Regions from separate parts of the Mus musculus genome. Here regions 1, 3 and 4 are each linked to region 2. Evidence: chromatin contacts called from public Hi-C and promoter capture Hi-C data. All regions are on one chromosome and are shown on one strand. Each heading gives the region's core, a stretch centred on a gene start, on an enhancer-like site or on the middle of the called end of the contact. The rest is flanking DNA. Distances are from core to core; before and after follow the strand shown.

What was found. Promoter capture Hi-C pulls out the DNA fragments that hold promoters and counts their contacts. A called contact is a pair of places that touch in the nucleus more often than the background predicts.
Region 1: a Hi-C map of CD8 T cells shows a contact between it and region 2, with 4 times the contacts expected there. The contact joins the promoter of Gon7 here to the promoter of Dicer1 in region 2. A contact is called at or near these places in 1 of 39 promoter capture datasets (liver), 1 of 484 Hi-C or Micro-C datasets (CD8 T cells) and 2 of 115 datasets of contacts at active chromatin or transcription factors (stem cell-derived neural progenitor cells and thymic regulatory T cells).
Region 3: a promoter capture Hi-C map of pre-B cells shows a contact between it and region 2, with 4 times the contacts expected there. The contact joins the promoter of Vrk1 here to the promoter of Dicer1 in region 2. A contact is called at or near these places in 5 of 39 promoter capture datasets (the C10 cell line, the HPC-7 cell line, HPC-7-derived erythroid cells and 3 more) and 2 of 484 Hi-C or Micro-C datasets (B cells and natural killer cells).
Region 4: a promoter capture Hi-C map of pre-B cells shows a contact between it and region 2, with 5 times the contacts expected there. The contact joins the promoter of Papola here to the promoter of Dicer1 in region 2. A contact is called at or near these places in 8 of 39 promoter capture datasets (the C10 cell line, hematopoietic stem and progenitor cells, hippocampal neurons and 3 more), 1 of 484 Hi-C or Micro-C datasets (CD4 T cells), 6 of 115 datasets of contacts at active chromatin or transcription factors (the 230-238 cell line, embryonic stem cells, large pre-B cells and 3 more) and 2 of 9 other capture datasets (adipose tissue and liver).

What each region holds. Positions count from the first base shown.
Region 1 is chr12:102,756,318-102,759,083 of GRCm38.p6, reverse strand. Gon7 (GON7 subunit of KEOPS complex) reads left to right here and starts at 1,274. Exons shown (of 2, transcript NM_001142938.1): 1 at 1,274-1,543. The coding sequence starts at 1,339. Gm20604 (predicted gene 20604) reads left to right here and starts at 1,274. Exons shown (of 2, transcript NM_001142939.1): 1 at 1,274-1,543. The coding sequence starts at 1,339. Ubr7 (ubiquitin protein ligase E3 component n-recognin 7 (putative)) reads right to left here and starts at 1,109. Exons shown (of 11, transcript NM_025666.2): 1 at 906-1,109. The coding sequence starts at 1,055.
Region 2 is chr12:104,750,585-104,753,284 of GRCm38.p6, reverse strand. It overlaps Dicer1 (dicer 1, ribonuclease type III), which reads left to right and starts at 1,333. Exons shown (of 27, transcript NM_148948.2): 1 at 1,333-1,537.
Region 3 is chr12:106,008,836-106,011,535 of GRCm38.p6, reverse strand. It overlaps Vrk1 (vaccinia related kinase 1), which reads right to left and starts at 1,273. Exons shown (of 14, transcript NM_001029843.2): 1 at 1,178-1,273.
Region 4 is chr12:105,783,445-105,786,275 of GRCm38.p6, reverse strand. Papola (poly (A) polymerase alpha) reads right to left here and starts at 1,579. Exons shown (of 22, transcript NM_011112.4): 1 at 1,362-1,579. The coding sequence starts at 1,369.

The DNA of each region.
Region 1 (2,766 bases), core at 25-2,524, 2.0 Mb after region 2:
GGCTTTGATATGTTAAATAGGCACAACAGCAGAGTCCAGGGTTTGAAACCTAACAATGATCCTCCAAATTTAAATACCAGCGACCATGCTGTGACTACTTCTGGGATACAAGATTTATTCAACAATTTTACAGTGCAAACCCAACTTGGTCAACGAAGACAACTAGTATTATGACTTCAGTCCACGCCACACCATAACTCCAAGTCCCTTCACTCCTACCCCAGTCTCCCACTCCACCCATGGGCATAGTTAGCCTGTTTCCTTCCACCAATTCTCATCCTTGTTGTTAAGTTTCCTTCCTACCCACCCTTTTCCACGTTAGTACTTAAATGTACAGTATGCGTCACTAAACACTACATCTCAGCCCCTCAAACTCTCTCGTTCAAAAGGTCCCACAAATGCCAAACAGATCCTTTTCTCCTCTTGGCTTTCCAGTCCCCAGAGAGAGGGGATGTCACATAGCACATACACACGAAACTTCATTTAACCAGAAAGGGGGTGAGGTGGGGGCAGCTAGCAGTTAAACTAGACTACAGGAGTGTCCGGAAGCCGAACCTCACCGGAAGATTTTCAAAGCCGGCCCACTTTCCCTTTACTTTTCCCCATCTGGTCCCTAATTAAGATTCTTGGGCGGTGGGAGAAGTGGAGCGAAGAATATCTGGGTTTGAGAGATCACGAGAACAACCTCGTGAAAAGCAGGCCACCAAGAGGCGACAACTGGAGGACCGGAGCCTGCAGTGTACCATCAGCGGAACCGAGGGACAGCCCTGGTGGCGACAAGCTGAGGATGAAATGGCAGCCGGGCCGGGGCTGTAGAAGCACAGAGTAAAGGGCCGCCGTGAGTGGGCCCGGCCGCGGCCAGCGGGAAACAGACAGGACGGCGGGAGCAGCCGGGCCGCGCGCACCTGCGAGTAGGAGCACTTCTCCGAGTCGCTGCCGCCCAGGACGGCGCACGCCTCATTCTCCAACTCCTCGTCTTCCTCGAGCACGTCCACCAGCGACACCACGGGCTCCAGCTCCGCCTGGCACTCGGTGGGGCTCTCGGCTCCGGCCATCCTCAACTGTCACCGGGCTCCGCTGCGTGGGCCCAGGAGGAGGCGGGAAAAGTGGCCGCCGCCAGGGGCGTCGCGAGAAGGCGGGGCCCCGTGAGGAGGCGGAGCCCGAGCACCAGACAGCCAATCCTAAGGAAGGACACGGAAGAAAATGGGCGGGCCAATTTCGGGAAATCGGAAGTCATTCCTCCTCCTCCTCGCCTCTCCCGCCCGCCCCGGCCGCAGGCTGGCTTCCGCTTCCGGGTGGCGTTTCTCCGAGGCGCGCTGTTGAAGCTGAGTGGTCGCCATGGAGCTTTCGGGCGAGTACGTCGGTTGTGACGGGGAGCCGCAGCGGCTACGAGTGTCCTGTGAGGCGTCGGGAGACGCGGACCCTCTCCAGAGCCTGTCGGCGGGCGTGGTCCGGATGAAGGAGTTGGTAGCGGAGTTCTTCGGGACCCTAGTGGAGCAGGACGCGCAAGGCTTGGCGGAAGATCCGGACGACGCTTTGGATGGTGAGCGCGGGGGCGGGGCGCCGGGGGACACTGGCGGGACCGGGCAGTGTGAAGGGCAGGCTAGAGAAGGCGAGCCCCGGAGAAGAGGAGCAATCGCTTCTAAAAATCCTTAGAACTCGCTGCCCTCTTTGTCTGATATCCCACCGCCCCCCGTTTTTGCGACTTTTCCCACCAAAAAAAAAAAAAAAAACCGTGGCGAGCGTTGGACTAGGGACTGGTCAACGGACGAAGTCAGCTTGACTCCCTTGCAAAGAACGCAAAGGATTAAGATAGGCAGAGAAAGTGGCGGTCTGTAACCATTGCTAGCTGGCACGAAGACCCGAAAGGGCGGGAAGGTAGACCTGGTTGTTGAAAAACGGAAAGGAGTGAAATTAGAAACGAGAAAACGTGTTTGACAGAATGAGGAGAGCTTCGAATGACCGAGGCCCACTTTGTTTTAGGGAATCTTAACCCTCTCAGTTTTGTAGCTATTGTTTCGAAAGTAAAAGAGTTCTTTTTAGTTTAGCTTTTTGGTATTCTTAAATTAATTGATCGTTTCATTCATGTATTAATGCATTCAGGTCATGGTCTCTATCCCCCGCTGAACCCTTCTCGACAGGGCTCCTCGCCTTTCTTTCCGGCCTTTTTTTGTCACTGGATTTATTTAAGGATATTTGTATGATATTTACTGGAACTAGGGCAACACAGCAGTGACTAGACCACTGAAGAAAAACAATGACTCCCCCGCCCCCCATTAACCGCCAACCGCTCCTCTGAGAGGGGTGGCGCCTCATGAGCCCCCCCCTTCCTTGATGGAATGTTTACGTTGCCATCTTGTGCTGCCAGAGTTTAAGGGCTATATAATGTCCGAAAGCACTACAGCCCTTCCCGTCCTCTTACTTTCTCTCACCCCCTCTCCTGTTGTAGAAATTAACTGTTAATTTTGGTGGCTTGGGGTTTGTTTGCTTTTAAAGATGGATGTTTACCTGCATGCTTGTCTGTACACCTCTTATGTGCAGTGCCTTCGGAGGCCAGAAGAGGGCATCAAATCCCCTGGAACCAGAGTTACAGATAGTCAAGAGGGTGCCTCGTACATGCAGGGGAAAAGTAGGTGGTGCTCTTAACCACGGAGCCATCTCTCCAGCCCTAGCTCTGTTAATAGGAATAAAATTATTTTGTAGACATTGTCACCATGTAACGGTTAAACCAGCCTCGCTTTGGATTTGCAGAGACCTGCCAGACTC
Region 2 (2,700 bases), core at 84-2,583:
TGCACGCCTTTAATCCCAGTGCTTGGGAGGCAGAGGCAGTTGGATCTTTATGAGTTCAAGGCCAATTTGGTGTACAGAGCAAGTTCCAGGACAGCCAGAGCTATACAGAGAAACATTGTGTCGAAAAACAAAACAAAACAAAACAAAACAAAACAAATGGACCATATTGCCTCCAAGTTAAAGGTAAAGAAATCAGAAACATCTGCTAATGGACAAGGAGTTAGTCTTTAAAAAAATATCTTTTTTTTTTCCCGAGACAGGGTTTCTCTGTGTAATAGCCCTGGCTGTCCTGGAATTCACTCTGTAGACCAAGCTGGTCTCGGACCCAGAAATCCGCCTGCCTCTACCTCCCAAGTGTTGGGATTAAAGGCGTGCCCCACCACGCCCGGCGTGGCACACACGTTTAAACCCAAAAATTGAGAGGCAGAGGCAGGCGGAGTTTGAGGACAGCCTGGTCTACATAGTGAGACCTACTTTCGAAATAACAGTAATAAAAAAATTGAAACAAATGACACTAGTATTTATTCAAATAAACAAATCACTTGCACTTATTAAAGATTAGCCTTAATTTGGAGAGGTAACAACCACTACGTGGGACTGTTGGACATAGTTCAGACGGACAGGTAAGCGCTTCCAGTGGCTGAGAGAAGCCCGGGGCTAGAAGCGTCCATCCCTCACCTGGAGTACCAGTCTATTCCGGAGTCTTTTTCCAAGATGCCTACACGGAGGTGGGGGAGGGTCCTACACTAAGATGGTTTTCTTTAAGTCGGTCTCTTTACTCCTCTGATCTCAGCAAGAAGACGCAGCAGAAAGCTCAGCCTTATAAAACCAAGTTTGCACGCCGCGGGCATTTTCTGGTTATTCAAGTTGGTTTTGAGGGCTGCCCAAAGAGATCAGTTCTTTGGACCAAAAGAGCGGTGCAGCGGGGCTTGCGGATGGGGGCGATGTGTGCCATCATCAGGAAGGGAAAGGAGCCGGGAGCTGGGACTGCGTAGCCCCAGCGGCGCGTTCAGGATTCCGGCCGGCCGGCAGGCTGGCTGACTGCGTTGCAGAGCTCGGTCTTCGCATTGGGCCTCCGACGCGGCCTCGGCCCGAGTCTGCTGTCTCCCGGCTTCTGAGTGGCTGGGGGGCCGGGGTTAACCTTTCACCTCCGCGCTCCGTCCAATCACAGGACGGCTTTCATGCGGCCGCGGGGCGAGCGAGCGAGGGGGCGCGGAGCGGCGGCGCGACGCCGGTGGGATTCTCCAAGCCGCTGTGCGCCGTCGCCGCGGGCCGAGCGCGGGCTGCGGGCGAGCAGGGCGCTGCGCAGTCTCCGCAGGCGCGGGCGGGAGGGGTCGGGGCGCGGCGCGGTGCGGCGCGGGCGGCTCCGGGCCCAGGTGAATGGAGTAACCTGACAGCGGGAACGAGACGACGGCGAGCGGCAGGAAATGGCGGCGGCGGCGGCGGCGCCGGGCGGCACCGGGAGGCCTGGGCTGTGACGCGCGCGCCGGAGCGGGGTCCGATGGTTCTGGAAGGCCCGCGGCGCCCAGTGCTGCAGGTGAGGCGGGCTCCCTGCTGGGCCGCTTTGTGTCCGGGCCCGGGGGACGGCGATGCCCGGCCCGCCTCTTGCGCGAGGCCCGCGCGGGCGCCGGGAGCAGGCCGCGACGCCGAGCCCGGGCAGAGAACTGTCCACGCGGGCCTCTCCGCACCCCCGCCTTAGGAGGAGCGGCCTTTGACAGGTCCCGTTCCGCGTTCGAAGCCCGGGAGAAGACAGGAGGTATCCACGCGGGCCGGCGTCTCGGGAGCGACCCGGGCCTGCCAAATGGCGCGGGACCCCTGGATGCCTCCGAGGATCTGGAGGGGGACAAGGCCTCAGCGAGGTGCGGGCTGGAGCCCTGGGAAGGACTGTTGTGTGTTTATTGGCAGGTGACCAAGGCTGGCCCTAGGGGGTGGGTGGCCCAGGCCATGTTTTGTGCCCCTCCCCTTTTAGGTCGTCTGGACCTTGCGAAGAAGGGTCTTTGCTTAAGGGGCTTTCGTTCAGCCAAATCTGTGTGCATCTCCAGCCAGCACACCAAATTGGTGTGGATTGCCTAGCAGAGATGAGCTGCCCTTGTGACTTTGCCTTCAGGACAGAGCCAGTGTCCTGAAGACTTGCCCAAATGGATGACTGGGAGTCTATGATCTGTAATAGTCCTTGCTTTTATGAGTAGACTTGTGATTAAAGGGTTAGTTACCGATATATGATGCCCTAAGTATTATGGTGATCAAGTGTTGAAAGACGTCATCGGGTGAAAGAGACTTACTTGGGAGTTCGCTCCTGAGTTTCTGAATCTTTGATTGTTAGTTTTCTGAGGAACCTCACTGTAAGTCAGTAGGAAAGGATGCAGTTCAAGAGTTAAGCAACTTGAGATATGTTTTTCAAACCTGTTGTAAAGTAGGATCGCTGAGTTGGAAATTCATTGGTATAAACATTTTAAGTTTTCTAGGCAAAAATTTTCATGGTAACCAAGGACCTGAAATGTAACCGAAAGGTGAATACTGGGTGAGGCTTGTAGCAAGCAGTAGTTTGGGTGTTTTTGGAAATATCTTTTTGATATCTTTGGGGACTGAGTTCTGGAATAATCTGTTTCACTTTTCAGGCTACCTGTGAAACATGCAGTGTGTAATATAAACAGTGCACAATATCATGACTGGAGTGTATTTTATAGAACTGTCAGCACC
Region 3 (2,700 bases), core at 24-2,523, 1.3 Mb before region 2:
ATCAGCAAGGCAGCGCTGCAGTGTCTGCCATCTGTGGTAGCACAACGGGGAAAGCCATTTTTAGTGATGTCCACTTACATTCCTTTTTCCAGGTAGATGAACATTATCTTAATTGCCCAGATGCTTAATTCCAGTCAGAACTGTAAATTAAATTTCCCCAAACAGTATAATCGACATGTCACAAAAAAAGTGACATGCCTTTCCCCTGAACTCTTAAGCCGGGGTGGGGGTGGCGCAAGTCTAGTCCCAGCACTCAGTAGGCAGAGGCAGGAGGATCTCTTGTTGAGTTCAAGGCCAGCCTGGTCTACAGAGCAAGTTCCAGAACAGCCAAGGCTACACAGAAAAAAAAAAAAAAAAGAAAGAAAGAAAGAGAAAAGGAAGGAAGGAGGAAGGAAGGAAGGAAGCAAGCAAGCAAGCTGTCTTGAAAATCCAAAATAATAATGATGATAAAATGCTGATCTACATCTTTTTTCACTGTTTTGAATTCCAGACTCAATAGATGGTCAATTCTAGTTTCGTTTTGTTTTTTTGTTTCTTTTTTTAAAAAAGGAAAGCAACGAAGCTCTTCAACGACCCGCTAAGTTTAACCACCACCTTCCCAAAGGCAAAATCGCGTTTCCAAATTGCTCCAAAAGCGATGAGGGACGGAAAGGAAGAACACACGCAGACGTAAAGAATGGTTAACGTCAACGACAAAAGAATAAACGGGTAACCCGACCAGGACTGGCGTGTGTCCCCATCTCTCAAGGACTCTGGCGCAGTTCTACATCTAAGGCGACCTAGCCTGGAAACGGTCGGAAACAAACTTTGGCGCTGGGCTGCAGACCTGTTTGCTGCCTCTGAAGACACTGCACCGGGAGCCCGGTCACCGGCGGTGGAGACCTGAGGAGCAAGCTTGGAAGGAAACGAGAAGCTGCCGGCCGCGGCTGTGCCCCGAGGCCTCACCTCACCAGTGCTAAGGAAGTGGCAGGCTCGGCCGGTCCAGGTCCCCGTCCCCGTCCCCGTCCCCGCCACCCTGGTCCCGGCTAGGCTTCGGGCGGCCTTCTAGAACCGGGCTTCCGGCAGCTCCGCGATCGGGCAGAGAAGCGAGGATTCCCGGGCAGGCCGGACCCAGCCGCGGCGCCGCCCTGAAGCAACACCGGACCTATAGTCCCGCCACCACCCCACGGCTCCCTACCCAGAGCGGCCAACTCGCGGTCCACAGCGTAGTACGAACTTCCCGCCGCTTCCCTAGACTCGCGACCTACCCACGGCGCCGTCCCCTCCACACCCCGTAGTACAGAGCCTTCCCGTTGGCTGCGAACGGCGGGGGAGGCGGGGAAAGAGGAAGACCGCGCTTCCCTGTCACCTCTCCGGACATGCCGGGAATTGTGGTCCTTACGCTTGCTCCATGCTGGGAATTGTAGTCTTTGAACCTCCAAGAGGCGAGATGGGGGCGTGTTCCTCTGAGCACAAGGGCTTCTGGGAAGTGTGGTTTGCAGCCCGCTTGCTGTTTTACATGTTACTGTGGCTCTCAAAGCCTTAAGAACCGAAATAAATATAACCAGTACTCACTGTTGCTTGATTTATTAAACGGTTAGACAAAGAGACTCATTTCAAATATCCGAAGCGCGTCTCGGTGTTTACTTAACCCACCGCAGTATTTGAGCTACTTTTGTCAAACATCAGTTTTCTTTGTTTCACCATCTCCTTCCTAGAGGTTGGAAGAATGAGCTTCAAGCTGCACTTTGGATCTGCAGCTTCTGAAGCCCTAGAAAAGGCCTTGGGTTCGGTGCTGTTCTTGTTATTGCTATTGTTTTACCAATTTGATTTTTTTTTTTTAATTTTTGGTTTACTAACAACAGCTGAGTTAAAAATGTGAGCCAACACTCCTAGCCTGTGTTGTTTCTTTTCTTTCTTTTTTTTTTTTTTTTTTGGAGGGGGGGCAGTTTCGAGACAGGGTTTCTCTGTGTAGCCCTGGCTGTTCTGGAACTCACTTTGTAGACCAGACTAGCCTTGAACTCAGAAATGCGCCTGCCTCTGCCTCCAAAGTTCAGGGATTAAAGGCGTGCGCCACCACACTCGGCTTGCCTGTGTTGTTTCTTAAGGTGGATCTTAAAACACTGTATGAGCTTTAGTCCCTACGAAATCTGAGTTGTTGCCCAGTGTGCAGTTCAGCATTGATCTTCATATCTTGAATTCACCGTCCCAGGTACCCACACCTGCTCCAATTTCTTTCCTATTTTGCCGTCTGCCCCATAGAGCAGATCCACAAAACAGCTGTACTGCATGCCCACTGCTCCCAGACTTCTGCTGAGTTTGATCCATGATGGAGCCTGAGAATGGAAGAAAAAAAGGAAAGTCACCTAACGACGATCACACACACATACACGAACAGCTAAGTCCCTTAGCTAAGGGTCACTTCAGCTGGGCTTTCCACAAGTCTGCAATGAGAACATGCCATGATGATTGTGTTGTTAGGACTAGAGCTAGTAACACACTGGCTGCCCCCGAGTCACAGGTTACTGTTTCATCCTGTGTGGCTCAGACCCCACACCTCTCTAAACAGCCTCCTGGAACATAAACCCTCCTCAACAAATCCTCTCACGGCATCTGCTTTCTGTACACACGCCGATGGAAACGCAGGCACAAGGTGAGCTCTCGATGACTATTTGTCAGCAGAGAAGCCTCAAGATTCACACATCTCGTGAGTGTGAAGTC
Region 4 (2,831 bases), core at 330-2,829, 1.0 Mb before region 2:
CTGGATTAAAAGTCCCAGTACACTCTGGATGGAGATAGAACAGCTTGTAAGAAACTGGCTATAGAGTTCAAATCCCATGAAACACACAAAAAAAAGGGGTCATGTGCATGTCCATCTGTCTTGGCTCCATTTTTTTAAACCTAAAGGAAATAGACTGAAGAACTTCAAGCATAGACCTGGACATGTGCGGTGCTCATGCAGCCTCCTTGTACCGTTCCACTTTCAGAAGTGCACTGAAATAAAAACTGCAGGAAACCTGTACTCTCCCTCCTACCTTCACTCCCAGACACAAGATAACATTTCTAATCCGAAGCCTTCCCTTTAGAGTGTGCAACCATATCTTTTTTTAAGCACTGATGTATCAGAAAAAAGTCTGGATGAGCTAATACAAGGTCATCATGTGACAACACCTCACTCACTCACATCTACTTGAACCCCACTGAAAAACACCAAACATCTTTATAGATTCTATTCTCGTGCTCCTTTACCCTTGTTCCATGAATAAGGAGTCAAAGGGAACTTTGTGGTTAATTAAGCCCAACAAATGTTATCACTACAGAAATACAGCTGACAGGTCTCTGGACTAAACATCAGGGTCGAGTAAAGCTAGCAAGCTAGTGTGTGAGAAAGAAAAGCGCATGAAATCCATTTTTAAATTAGTAAGTACAACCCTAGATCTGTCACATTGAGGCTACGTCCAAAACTGCCTCTCTTGTTTGGAAGAAAAGCAGTCGCACGACCTAAAGCCTTTTCGCCAAGATAGGTTAGTTGGAACATAAAACCCTCATCTACTTTCGAATCCCAACAACCGGTTTCCAAATATCTTTCTTAGGAGAAAAGGGGGGAGGGGGGAAATTAAGTAAAGAAAAATCACGGTCAAGTGTGTAAAGTAGACCTAGCGACATTAGAAGGCCTAAGTGAATTAGCTCAAAGCGTACACTCGCAATCACAACACAAGTGACCCAAGGGCGGGAGCGATCAGGTAGCGCGCCGAAGCCAGGTTGCCTAGTCACAACAAAGCAGGGACGGCGCCGCCCCGCAGCCCGCCGTTCCGGAAGCTGCCCCCGGGCCGCCAGCGCGGCCTGCTCCCTCCCGGCCCCGGTTCCTCACCCGCTCCGAGGGAAGCGGAAGTGGGGAACTAGGGGGCTGGACGGCGCCATGGTGAAACCGGGACAGGAAGGAACCCGGGAGCCGCGGCCCGCCAGTCCGCGCCGGGCGCCGTTCCGCTTGGGGATCCTGCGGGGGCCCCGCGCCCGAGGGGCCGGAAGCCGCGGCCCGGGGCGCCCGTGCGCCTCCCCTCCCCCTCCGCCACCCCCGGGGCCCGGCCGGCGTGCGCCTCACTCAGCACGCCAATCACTTACAACGGCATCGTCTCCGGCGCCGGCACCGCCCAGTCACTTCCCCCCCGCGACCGCTGCCGTCCTGGGCATGATCCACCGAGGCGGGAAGGACGGCAGCCTACCTCAGCCCCGGGGCCAACCCAGTCCTGCACCCGTGCCCCGCCGCTTTAAGCGCTTCTCCTCCTTCCCCTTCGTCCTAACATGGCGCCCGAGCGCTACCACAGCAACGTTCTAGAACCGCTGACGCCGCCACGCACACCGAGCGCGCGCCTGCGCGCGCGCTGCGCGACGCCGCAAGACCTGACGGGAAATGTAGTTCTCGGCGTGAAGCGGCGCTTCTCCCCCTCCCCCCCCCCCCCCCCCCCCCCGGTGATCTCACGCTTTCGTGGTAGAGCGTGGGATGGGTGCGGGAGGCTCCGAGCGAGAGGCTGTAGTTCATTCGCTTGGCGACGCCGTCCTGGCGAATGAGAGTGACGCAGCCGTGGCAGCGATGAGAAGGGGGCGCGGCCCAAGCGGGCGCCACGTGCGGGGCAGCCCAAGCGCGGGGGATGCCTGGAACCGAGAGCTGTTCGGTGCCAGTTGCACCTCCGCTGCGTGGGAGAACTGCTTTTTAAACATCGATGTGAGTGAGGACTTAAATGTGTTAGAGCCCAGTACAGAGCCTGTCCCAGAAGTGTGGCCGTGGATCCCCTCCCCTGACGATGACCCTCTGCATCTGTGTTGCCCAGACCTGTGCTTCTCATGCCAAATGTGCAGGGCAGGGGATTCCGGACCAAGGCAATAATTTAATAAAATTGACAGTAACCTTTGGGGTTTTGGCGGGTTTTTTGTTGTTGTTGTTGTTGTTGTTCTTGTTTGTTTTATAAGACAGGCTCCCATGAAGCTACTAGCCCTTAGTTTCTGATCCTCCTGCCTCCACCTCCTGAGTGTTGACATTACAGGTGTGAAACACCACTACCAATTTTATGTGATAGATTGGAATATACTTCTGGGTGTGACTATGACCTTGTCTCTGTGCTGAAGAGTTAATGCAGTTGGGCAGGTGAAGTTCGGGTTACTGGACCATACTCAGAAAAAGGAGCCATTCCTAGTATGCTGGGTTCATCTTAAGATAATGTATTTTTCCTTCCTAAAATTTCCAGCCCCTGGCACACTTCTTACGGGGTTTGGCTGGGTACACTCACCATTCTGTTCTGAGTAATCATTAGAAAGGCCCAACTATTCCTTTTCCTTCTCATAGCTTCTTGAAAGAAGCTTTTGGCCGGGCGTGGTGGCGCACGCCTTTAATCCCAGCACTCGGGAGGCAGAGGCAGGCGGATTTCTGAGTTCGAGGCCAGCCTGGTCTACAAAGTGAGTGCCAGGACAGCCAGGGCTACACAGAGAAACCCTGTCTCGAAAAACCAAAAAAAAAAAAAAAAAAAAAAAGAAAGAAGCTTTTGGAGGTCCCCTGCACTTAGGGCTTCCTTTCACTCCTAAAGCTCCCTCCCCATC